2 separate regions of the Mus musculus genome follow, and region 1 is linked to region 2. Evidence: chromatin contacts called from public HiChIP or PLAC-seq data. All regions are on one chromosome and are shown on one strand. Each heading gives the region's core, a stretch centred on a gene start, on an enhancer-like site or on the middle of the called end of the contact. The rest is flanking DNA. Distances are from core to core; before and after follow the strand shown.

Region 1 (6,081 bases), core at 2,563-5,062, 390 kb after region 2:
TGCAACTCCAGAGCAAGGCAGATAGAGCTTCATGTACCTCTGAGAAGTGTTGGGATTTTTGTCCTACTGCTTTAACTCTAAGCTCCTAGGCTACAAGGGACCTGGAGGGTGGATCCTTGCTCCTGACCTGAGAGTCCCCAGACTCTAGGTGAGCAGAGCAGCCTGGAGATGAGCCTTCTCAGGCTGCGTTCCACCCTAAGGATGAAGAGAAGCAGATGGGGCACAAACACCATCCTACCTTTCCAAATCCCACCCAAAGGCCACACTACACCCCCATCTCCTGGGGCAGAGTTCTCACTACTCTGGACTCTTTCCTGTGCATCCCTGGCTCCTGACATGACCACTGAGCCCTGGGGATACTGAGTCATTAGAACCTCTTGATCCACTTACACAGTTCACACTTCCCTTGGTAGAAGCTAAGGGCTCCTTTTCCTTCACCCCACTGCAGCCATCCTAGACCCTAGGGATGCAGAGCCTCCCTGCCCATCACTCCTCCCAGTTGGATGGTCAGCTCTGGTTACCAAGTTCCAGACGGGTTTCTCTGTCTACATGCAGACAGCCACACAGTGTACCACCTAGCAGATGCTTGCTTGGAGCTTGCCTTAACTAATACAAGGCCCTCTCTTTGGGTCTGATGTATATTTGAGATCACAGTCATTCCCCATGTCCCGTGCCCAGCACCACATCCAGCTGCAAGTATGGCTCAGTTGGCATTGACAGCCACCACAGCAGGGACAGGTGGGTATTGCTACAGCAGGACTAAGTAGGTGTTGCTACCTACATTTTGCAAGGTAAAGAAACTCGTTATTGGCACTGAAGAGGTGGCTCAGTGGGTAAAGTACTTGCCTTGCAAGCATGAGGGCCTGAGTTCAGTTCCCAGAACCCACACTTGATAATGGTAAGCCAAGTGTGGTGGTAGCTACTGGGAATCCCAGCAGCCGGGAGTCAGAGGCAAGCGGATCCCTGGGGCTCACTGGCCACCAGCCCAATCTAAGTGAAGAGCCGAGGAATTGTGACAGAAACTGTCATGAGAAGAAATCAAATGATGCCTGAGGGATGACACAAATGAATGACCCATGGCTTCCACATGTATGTGTACACACATCCCTGGACACACATGGACACATACACACACACACACACACACACATACACACACACACACACACACACACTCATATATACACACCACAACTGAAAGAAAGGAGAGAGAGGGAGGAGGGACAAATGGGAAGGTCAGGGGGGAAGGAAGGAAGGAAGGAAGGAAGGAAGGAAGGAAGGAAGGAAGGAAGGAAGGAAGGAAGGAAAGAAGGAAAGAAGGAAAGAAGGAAAGAAGGAAAGAAGGAAAGAAGGAAAGAAGGAAAGAAGGAAAGAAGGAAAGAAGGAAAGAAGGAGCTGTCAGAAGCCATCTCAGGACACAGGCTGGGTTTGAAAACAAGTGTATCTGACTATATGACACTAAACTTCCATGTCAGCCCTTGAGTCCCAAGTCCACGGGCGGCAGCCTAAGGCTCTACATTTTCCAGGTTGGGTGTTGAGAATCCAGAAAAAAGATAGGTATGGAGAGTGGGCTCTCCTTGGCACCGTGGCCCACGAGACAAGACAGGCCCACACTCATTCCCTCTCTCCTGATCCTTTCAAAATGAATCTCTGAGACCTGGGGCCAAGAGGCTCCCCACCAGCAGCCCCAGCCCAGCTCCCTCTGCAAGGGCCTGCTGAGGCCAACCCCGCTCCTCCCAGCTCTGTCTGCTGAGGCCTTGGCCACCAGGAAGCACCTGGCACCGAGACATCCACTAGCTGTGGGGCCTGCCCCACCCTGCAGGACCCAACCTCCCAGTGAGCTGTTTGCAGAAGAGGAGAGAATGAAGATCAAAGCAGCCAGCCCCCTTTCTCCTCTCAGGCTCCATTAGTCCAGATGCAGATGCCAGTCTTGGGATCCAACCACAGGATGATAGAAAGGCCAGCCACCTCTGTGCCTTGGTTTCCCAAACCCCTTCCCAATAGACAGGGGAGTGAGGGAAAGTTTCAGCTATCTTCATTAGAAGAGCACCCTTGGGCTCTGTGATCCTTAATATTGACAACTGGCAGAATCTAGACTCACTAGAAGACAAACCACTGGGAGGATCCCTGCTGGACTTTCTTGATTGAGGTAACTGAAGAGAGGGGGGCCTACTCTAAATGTGAGTGGCACCATCCCTTGGGGTTGGCTTCAAACTGACAGGGAGGAGGAGAAGGCCCCAAGAGCTGCATTCCAAACTGACAGGGTAGGATGGTGGGTGTTCCTGACAGGAAGCCAGGCAGGGGACAACTGAAACCACCAATCTGAAAGACTCAGAGCGGAACCACATCCGGAGAAGCATGGAGACATGTATCTTTCCAACAAAGGCCTGTCTTCAGACTCTGATGGCAAGCTAGCCCTGTGAGTGTGTGCCTCAGACTCCCAGATTGCTTCTTTAAGGGCAGATGGTCTGTGACGCCACAGCTCATGTGCATCATGGGAAGTGGGATATGAGTCAGGCTGTGTGGTAGGAAGATCCTGAAGCAACTAGTCGTGTGGCATCCAAAATCATGAAGCAGAGGGCGGTGAGTCCACTGCTATCCAATTCCCTCTCTACTTACACAGCCCAAGATTCCACCTAGGGAATGGTGCCACCCACAGTGGGCAGGTCTTCTCAGCACAACACAGTCGAGATCACCTCCATAGCCATGACCAAAGGCCTGACTACCAGATGACTCTACTGTTGGTTACACTGATAACAAACACTAGTCATCAAGGGTCCTAACCAGCCTTTCTCCAGCCTAGACCACCCACCAAGGTCTTCTTCCCAACACATATCCCAGCTCACATCCAGCCCCCAACCCCCACCTGAACATCATCTATCACTTCTGGTCCTAAGTCTGATGTCTCCAGCTCTACCAGTCCCCAAGGCCATACCCTCCACACAGAATATGGGGCACTATTGACCCATCAGAGAAGGTTTTATTGATGATTAGAACAGAGGCCCTTGAGAGACTTGTGCCCATGGATGTCTGCCCACTATCCTGCGTACGGATCCACACCCACACACATACAGGAAACATGAAGTAGACTCAGTGGGGTTTTCAAAATCTAAGCACAGGAGATTGGGAAAGAGAAGCAGAGTCGGAGAGAGAGGAGGAAATGAGGAGAAACAAAAGAGGAGTGGAGCTGATCAAAACATGAATGCATGAACTTCTCAAACAGAAAAAAAAAGCCCTTGGCACTGGCTTGGCTCTGCCCAGCTGGGTGATGCTGCTTCTCCATCCAGTTCCCAGGACACCACTCCATCCTTAGAAAAATCATTTCTAAGATTCTGAGAAGTTTCAGATGGCTCAACTTCCAGAAGCAAGAAGTTGGGACCACCTGGACATCACTTGGGGAAGGGCAGGCTAGACGAGCTATACAACTGTTTCTGTGTTAAGCAATGCCAGTGTCTAGATGCCACCTCCACTGGCCACTGGAGCAAGGGAAGATGAAGGCAGCCTAGGGGGTTAAACCATCCATGCCATCAGCAGAATGGAGACTCTGTAGGAACAGATTACTCAACATGGTCTAGACATACCCAGTCAGACTCAGAGCAACAGGAAGATAGGATGTTCTCAAAGGTAAGGCCTACAGAGAGTAATAAAGGGCCTGGAATTCCTGCCCATGTGAGCGCAGGCTCTCCGATCCAATGCTAATCAGATTCTGAGAGGATTCCAAACTCCGGCTTTCTTGTCTTTGGAAAAGCCCAGAAGGTATTGGGCAGAAGCCTACTGAGTCATCCAAACCACGCTCTTCAGCTCTCCCCCACCACACAGCACCCTGAGGAAGTTCGCCCCAAGCTCAGACTTTACACAGATCAAAAAATCTCTGCATTCAGACTCCAAAGAAACACGGGCCGATTACAACATCCATGTCTGTTTCAAGTAAAAATCCCATCTTAGTTTCATGAATCAATGAGTACATGTTTGAATTAACACCAGTATTTATTGAGGTTTAACAAGAGCCCATACCAATGCCTATCTCTCAGCTTTATCTGCATGTCCCTTATAGAGTTATTAAAACCCCAAAATATAATTTTAATAATCAGTGGGATTTTAATTAACACACAATAATGATCCCCATTCAATGGAACGCCTCTGATTCAGAAAGTAATTATTCATTCACGACACTTAATTTGAAGCGTTACCACAGATTTGTATCTCCTAAAGCCACAAGAAGTTTGAGCATAATAGTTCTTGTTAGAACTTATAGAGCAAGTTCACTTCAGAGCAAGACTGGAGACCAGGTTCCAAAGGAGGAGAGAAGATACAGGGAGGACCTGAAACAGGCTGGTGGCACCCTGAGGAAGGAGCAGAATGTGGTCTTAGAAATGATTGTCACCTGGCTGTCACTCAGGACATGGCCCCACACTCTCTCCTGCACGAGTCTCTGGTCCTGTGTCTTAGAACCATTTTAGACAGAGAATTCATTGCCACAAAAAAAGAATGCCCAGAGTCACTTGGAAAGTCACTGGCTCCCTAGACCACCATGTTCTCATCTATCAATCTAGACATCCAGATTGGCCCTGCCTCTCTGTAGACCATCAGGGGGACAGGACTGGGAACAATGAATGGAGGTAAGGCCAACTTAGGCCATCATATGTAAGCACAGACTAGACCAGCTTCAGAGACCCAGAGCAGACTTCGACGTTTTCCAGGCACCCCAGGGAGGAATTGTCTCCTCTTACCATTACCCATCCTGCCATAGCAAGGAGCTTAACGTTTAGTGGCACTCGGTTCAGCACTAACTGAGACATGAGCTATGCTGAGCTAGGGCAGGGCTATACTAAAGTAAGAGAGAGAGGAGTTGCTAACTCTGATACGTTCCCTGGAAACTTGTAGTTAGGGGGCCATCACTCTAGGGTCCACGTTAACAAACACCCAGGTGAACCTACAACAGCCAAACACCAAGGAAAGAAGGCTCCTTCACTTGCACATCCTATATCCACTGATTCATTCCACTTGTGAACTCTGAAATCATGTCCTTATTCTCTGTGGCATAGCGCTCTACCCACCGAACCGTGGTTCTAGCCACATTCTTAAGAGCACTAACCCAAGGCCCTCGGACATGAATTAACCCTTCCCTTCCAAGAGAGGTTCTCTATGGCCTCATTTCCAAGCTGGCAGCTCTCCAATGAGTTAGAGAGCTGTGTCCTGCTTGCTTTCAGAGCTGTGGTGTTCACCTAGGGACAGTTCTGAGCCTAGAGTATCCTGGACTAAGTCTGGGTGCGACTAGCATTTCATAGATAGAAGGCAGCAATGCTGGTGGATATTCCAGGAGGTACTGCCCAACAGCAAGAGAGAGCCTCTTACAGATCTTCCCTGGTTTCAGGAATTAGTGAATCGGGAATGGCAAACATTGGCTCTTCCATGATCCTGTCCAATCAACACCATGTTTAAGGAGCATTTGGGAGTTCCCTGTCCTCCAAGTGAGAAAGTTAAGCCTTTTCATGGGTAAACAACACATCCATGGCAGAGAGGTGGGCACATTCACCCAACCCCTGCTCCATCAGCCATTCTTCCTTTTTTTGTGACTGTCCACCAGCCCAAAGAACCCGACTCTACAAGGAAACCTAAAGCCACCACACATGGCTGGGACCCAGATTGGAAAACAGCAACAAAATAACAGAACACCCACCCAACAAAGGTAATACAAAATATCTATGTCAAGAAACACCACAAACATAACATCAATGCCTAGATCCCAATATAAAGACACAAACATAACAATCAAGACAATATACATTACCCAGAATCCAGCAACCCTATTTTAATAGGCCCCCAGTAAAGCAATTTAGCTGGGACACAAAGCAATGATTTTAAGATATCAATTATTAATATGTTCAAACAGGATATGAATAAATGCCTTAATGAAGACCATAGAAAACACAGTTAAATGAAATAATAAAAACAATTCAAGGCATGAAAACAGAATGTAACAAAGAAAGAGTTGCTAAAGGAATACCTACCAAACTGAAATAAAACTCAAAATGAAAAACTCAGGAAATGTAACAAAAAGTTCAGAGGTAAGACTAACCT
Region 2 (6,306 bases), core at 1,532-4,031:
AGCCTTTGACAGGAAGCCAAGGAAGAAGGGTTCTATAGATGAGGCAGGTGAGTTGCAGCACCTTATCCAACTAGTTGTTTCTAACCTCACAGACACTCCATCCTGGGCACCTTCAATGCCCAGGGGTGGATGTGCCCACTATTTAACAGAAGCAGAGTCAAGAAAGAGCCTGACCCCGGACACCCAACTGACAAATCTGCTAAGTCCTCTCTACTTGACCCTCTTCATCTGGGTACTGAGAGCCTGGCTAGCAGCCGACTGGAAACACGTGTTTTCTCTAGGCTCCTGCACCATTTCAGGCTGACTCATTTAATCCCTGAAGATTTGTCATCGCTGCCCCCCTATTATAGAGGTAGAGACACAGAGGCACAGGTACCTTGGTTAATCTTGCTGCAAGGATGCAAGTAGGCTAATGGATCAAAGAACTTGATGCAGGTGAATCCAGGGTAGCTGGTACCAGGATCCAAAGTCAGGAGGTCCAAAGTCACCCTTCACTACCACAACAGTATGCTGCAGATGGTGGGTTTCAGGGGACACTGGGAAGTATATGAGGGCTTCCTACATTCCATGAAATTGACAGCACCAAGTTCAGGGTAGAGAAGAGGCGGCTTGGTGTGTCTGCATCTCTCCAACAAGTCGATTTGAACAGAATGACCAGTGGATGGGACCTTGGAGCTGATGTGTCCATCATTCTTTGCTAAGCCACTGTTTACTAAGGTGATCATACGATGGATGTGTGGTCCTAGTCCTGTATGGATTTCAGCTCAAATGATAGGGAGTTTAATAGGATGGCACTCATTAAGAACAAATACAACTCTATATAATCTATAGGCTATCTGTCAGATATAAATGTATAATTGCAGCAATTTTGAAAGCCTGCAGAAGAGAAGATGAGAAGTCATAAGGCAGGAGGATTCACTTCAGAGATTTGAGCTTCTGGGTGACACACCAGCTTCCTCACAAATGCCTGTCTCCCAGTCTCTGAGGACACAGAGGCAGAGGGGCTGCTAATGTTTACTGGCTTGCAGTATCGCTGAGATGTTCAGGAAGACGCCCAGGTTCAGAAAGAGATCTTTCCTCAATGCAAAAAGTGGAGAGTGTGGAAAAGATACACTCTTCTGGCTTCTGTGTGTGCATGTGTGCGTGCACACACACACACACACACACACACACACACACACACACACACACACGTAGCAAAGAATGAATCTTTTTAAAAAATTAAAGACAAGACAGGTTTCTTTGATACCACCATAGTGGCTTCCCCAGAGCACTGTAGACACAGTGTGTACTTCAAGGTAGTTGTAGCCTATCCTGACCCTGTAACGTCTCAGAAATACATGCCTGTGTGTGATATATAGGATTTATTATTTTATAGAGCTAGTTTATGATATCCTAAGGATTAATAAATGCTAATAAATCTCTTAAAAAATCCAGCTGAAGTCTATGAAAATGTTGACAGGGTATAAGTAAAGAAACCATTTAATTATCTCCACCAACTAATAAAACTAATCTGAGTTTTATTCTCACATGGACTCTGATGGGAGAAATTATCTCATGTTTAATGAAGCTAATGGGAGGCTCCTTCTCCTACTAATTTTGTTCCTGCCTAGGTTGTGGCAGTAATCTCCACAGCCTTGCCCCGTGCTTATTTGTAAGCACATCTCCCTACTATATCCCTTCTCCATGAGGCTGTGGGGAAGCTGAGAACTCATTTAAAGAAGGAGAGTGGGAGAGACATGAACTGCCGACGAAAATGGAGCTGCTATCACATCGTGCATCTACTACTGGGTATAGGTATGAACTTGGGCAGACCATTTACTCTTTGGAGACCTCAGCTTCCCAAAACCACATGTGGTTTTATATCCACAAAACCAAATCCACTACCCTTAAAAGAGGGTGGTAAGGAGCCAGTCAAATGGTGTAAGAGCGAGGGAGCGAGCCGAAGTGGAAGTAAAATTGTTTGTTTGTTTGTTTGTTTGTTTGTTTGTTTGTTTGTTCTTACTTTTCGTGGATACATAGGTAAATATGAAATTAAAGATGCTGAGAAAAGTACAATTCAGGGCAAGCTAATTTTAGTTAGGGAAGTTGCCTGTGAAGACCCCGGAGTGGGCTTTGGAGCACTGATGAACCCTTTGGAATTATCAGCAACCTATTTACTAGTGAGCCTATGCATGTGTCCTTCATGGCTTTCATTATTGGAAGGACAGCTGGGAAGTACCAAGCATGGGGGAACAAGGTGGTTATGGGTTGAGTCAGTAAGATCTTCCTTCAAGTTCAAACTTCCCCAGTGTATGGGCTGTAAAGAGCAGCTGCAGTTTCTTTCTTAGGGACACATTCTTCTCTGGGCCAGTAAATTCCTGACTGATCTGGGTTGGCAGATAACCTCTCTGCAGTTGGCTTTGACATGGGACACTGTAGTATGCCTGACATCCCTTCCTGACAGCCTGAAGTCCCTGAGGTATCATAGCTCCTAAATAAATTTATCTGACTCTCCTCCTTCTCTTTCTCTTTGCTTCCTCCTCTTCCTCCTGCTCCTCTTCTTCCTCCATCTCTCCTTCTGTTCACAGGATTTGGTCTCTGTAAATACCCTGCATCCTAGACTTAACTTCTGGAAGCCCTGGCCTGTGAAAGAAAAGCAGGACTGGGGAAATCCAAATATAGATGAAAACAGAAGTTTCTGGAAGAATTCCAGGAAGGCAAGAACCATTATCAGGGTCAAATGTAGCAGAAAGGTCAAGACAAGGGCAGATGTCATTCAGGAAACTAGCACTTAGCTTGTGAAAGCCTTGAAAACCACAGGTTTGCAGGACCAGTAGTCAAGCTCTGAGGTAGACATTTGATAAGTCACTGAGGTAGAAGGAAGGGGAAGCAGCTATCAGAACCTTTCTTTGGAGAGAAGAATGCTAGAGGAGGGGTGGGCCAGTCACAGGGTCAAGAGGAGATCTGAGCATGTTGATCACCCACAGAGATAATTTTCAAAAAGTTGTTTATTACAAACCACATCTTCCCTCTTAGAGGAATGTCTGAAAAGCTTTGGCAAGAGCATACCGTCAAATCTCCCTCAAGTTATTAAGTCAAGCCGTGGGCTTTCAGAACATAGGAAGTTCAAAAGGCTGTCAGGTTAGAGCCAGACAGCTAGGAATGTGCATGCCCCTCAGAGGAGGTGCATATCCATTAAGGTGTATCAGGTAGCCCTTATCAGAGAGCCTCATCAGCCAGCCAAAGGACAGGTTACTGTGTGTGCCAGGTCAGAATTGGCCCCTCCAAAGTTAACTGAAAGCAGTGGGCCCAACCCTCCTTTAAGCCCTTTGTTCAAGCCAAGCAAAGGACACAGTACTTAGGGCAGAAAACAGAAGCAAAAGAAGATTCCAGATGCTAATGGGGCCACTAGTAGTTCATCCTGAACCTATGTTTTGTCTGTCACTAGGAACAGCAGCCTTTTAGAAGATATGACTCAGCCCTGTCAGGAGGAAGCTTAGTTGGAACAGATATGCCATTCTCTCATGGTGTCTTTAATACATCTGAGACACATCAGAATGTTCTAGATAGTGCCAAGCCAAAGAGTTATGGGAGAATGCAAGATTCCCAATGTTATACATAATATACAAAAGGTCAGACACACACTTAGCCTGTCTTTCCTGGGGGAATCTCCATTTCATCTACAAAGGGCTGGCATCACAAATAGAGCAACATCTGTGTTCTTTTTTTTTCTCATTTCCCTCACCTTCCACCCAAGTTGGCTTCCGGCCACCATCTTGTTTCTTCCTTCTCAAATGGTATCCTAATTACTTTCCATATTCTACATAAAAAAAACAAACAAACACTGAAATACACATATCAGTCCTTTTCAAATCAGTTCTCTTTTCCCCAGTCCTCCCATTTGTATTTGATGGAGTGATAGGCTTTGGAATTGGGCAAGTCTTATCTAGGTATCAACAGAAGAAACTGAGGAAAATTATCTTATCTTCCAGAACTTTTATTTTGTAGGTCTTGGCTCTGAATTGAAACATTCTTTCCTGGAAAAAAGAAAAGAAAAGTGGGAACCTGGAAGTACACAAAACACACAAGTCTCAGGAAGTCCCTGAAACCTACCAAATTCTGCAAGCCTTTCCAGAAGCATTAACAATTGCTGGAGAGAGGAGACTCTGACCGAACTGCTCCATGTTCTCTCAGGCTGTGCAGCATTCTCCAGTGACTGAAGTTTGAGCAATTCATCATCCATCTGGGATGCAGCCATTCTTGAGTCATCCACACTCCTGCAAAAACCTCTCCACCATGCTCTGTAGGTAAGCCCTACAGAACTCACTTGTTCATCAAGTTGAACCATAGAAGAATTATTTCTTTGGTCTGTTGCTGATTCCTAGGCTGAACAGTTATTTGTCTCCCAGGGCAGTTGGAAAAATTATAGGAAGGCAATTTCCTCATGCAAATGTTTTATGATTGGCAATGACATCTTTTGAGTATCTGGGACAAATATTTAATTTTTGAAACTTTCCTGTTGAAACAAACAGTTTGATAACTTTCAGGAGAACTAACTGTGGCAGTAGTGGAGGGGACTATCTAGGCTTTGGGAATTTATAAATTATTTTCATGCTTCTTGCCGACTCAGTGCTCCTTTGAAGTAGAACAACCATGTTACCTGGTTTACAAGTTAAATCACCAAGGCTTCTCAGCTGATAAACTTCCCTCAGCTTTGACTACCTGGACCATCATGGGTTCCAGACAAATATTGCTCCTGAGTTATCTTGAGAAAGTTTCTTTATTCTCTCTTCTCTTCTCTTCTCTTCTCTTCTCTTCTCTTCTCTTCTCTTCTCTTCTCTTCTCTTCTCTTCTCTTCTCTTCTCTTCTCTTCTCTTCTCTTCCTTCCTTTTACCTTTCTTCCTACCTTCCTCACATCTGTTCATCTTTCTTCCTTTTGATTTCTCCTTCCTTCCTTCCTTCCTTTCTTTCTTTCTTTCTTTCTTTCTTTCTTTCTTTCTTTCTTTCTTTCTTTCTTTCTTTCTTTCTTTCTTTCTTTCTGCCTGCCTGCCTGCCTGCCTGTCTGTCTAAAACAGGTCTTATGTATCCTAGGCTGGAGTCAAACTCTTTAAGTCATCAAGAATGATGGCCTTGGACTTCAGATTCTCCTGCTTCTACAGTTATGTTGTGAATCACAGGCATGTTCCACCACACCTGCTATGTGCAGTGCCAGAGGTTGCACCCAGGGCCTCACGCATGCTAGACAAACATTCCTATTTATCTGAACCTTTCTCAATCCCTAGAAAATGCATTTCTCCCTGTGCCCTGTGTGACTACTGCCTCTGCACCATTTCTCCATTATGGTAGAAGAACTGTCACCAATATTCAAGGTTCTGAAGATGGAAGCCTCCTTCCTTTCTAGGCTCCTGACTTAGAATACTCCCAGATCTACTAAAGTACTACAGAATCCAGTAAAATCTAGGGAGTGGAAAGTGTCTAAAGACTACTTCATAGACAGCTTGGCTGATGAACCAGGGTCTTGGTGTCTTGGCAGAATAACGGATGTGAAAAAGCTTCTCCCAAGAGTGCCTTGCCGGGATCCCACAATGGGCACACACTAAACCCACACAGCCCAGGGGCACTGGCTCAGGAGCACACATGGGTTGGATTTGTAATTTATAACATTGGGCCAAGCAATCGAGAAACACTATCATTCAAACTTGTGGAGTAAACCCAAGGAGAGGGTGGTGGAGACAAATGTTTGCTCAGAGGAGACATTTGCCCTCTTTCACTTAGGTCTCATTATTTTACCACAGGGGAACCATCTCAAGAAATTATTATGCTAAATAGTATATTTTAAAAATGAGTCTGGGCAGTTTTGTACTCAATAACAGTTCAAGTTATTCTGAGACCCAAAGTGCTTACCAGAACTTCTTAGCACTGCGAACCTCAAGAGTCACTGACTGTGACACATGAGGGAGAACCACGTCTTGGAAACAGAACAAGACCCAGGTATCACCCATTTGTTGTGTCTTCCCAGGCAGGGCATTGGAGACAGAAAGATGAAACAGAGCCAGGGCTTGACTTCAGCTAGCACATAGTAGGTGCTTGCAGAGGTGCTCTTGGAGAACAAAAACAGCAGCAACTCTGGAATCATTAGAGGGAAAAATTCAAAAATGACTTTAGCCATTCCATGGCAAGAACTCCCCTGCCTTTAGCCTCCATTTTCTCATACATAACTAGGATCATGAAGACCTGTTCGTCAGGAACTTGGAAGAATATAAATTATCAAAGATTGTCAAGTAGAAAGAATTGAGGATGTTGGGTGGGAGCTCATAACAGCAA

What was found. HiChIP or PLAC-seq counts read pairs in DNA pulled down with a chosen protein or histone mark.
Region 1: an H3K4me3 HiChIP or PLAC-seq map of the SCID.adh cell line shows a contact between it and region 2, with 4 times the contacts expected there. The contact joins two enhancer-like sites. A contact is called at or near these places in 2 of 115 datasets of contacts at active chromatin or transcription factors (the SCID.adh cell line and double positive thymocytes).

What each region holds. Positions count from the first base shown.
Region 1 is chr12:107,760,564-107,766,644 of GRCm38.p6, forward strand. No RefSeq gene overlaps it. Among named protein-coding and RNA genes, the nearest start is that of 4930465M20Rik, 28 kb to the left of the region's middle. Within about 2 kb of position 3,813, at least 7 of the 459 cell types and tissues checked have an H3K27ac peak or open chromatin away from gene starts, as enhancers often do. A contact at or near this core is called in the SCID.adh cell line, where this site is marked.
Region 2 is chr12:107,372,735-107,379,040 of GRCm38.p6, forward strand. No RefSeq gene overlaps it. Among named protein-coding and RNA genes, the nearest start is that of Gm52008, 260 kb to the left of the region's middle. Within about 2 kb of position 2,782, at least 6 of the 459 cell types and tissues checked have an H3K27ac peak or open chromatin away from gene starts, as enhancers often do. A contact at or near this core is called in the SCID.adh cell line, where this site is marked.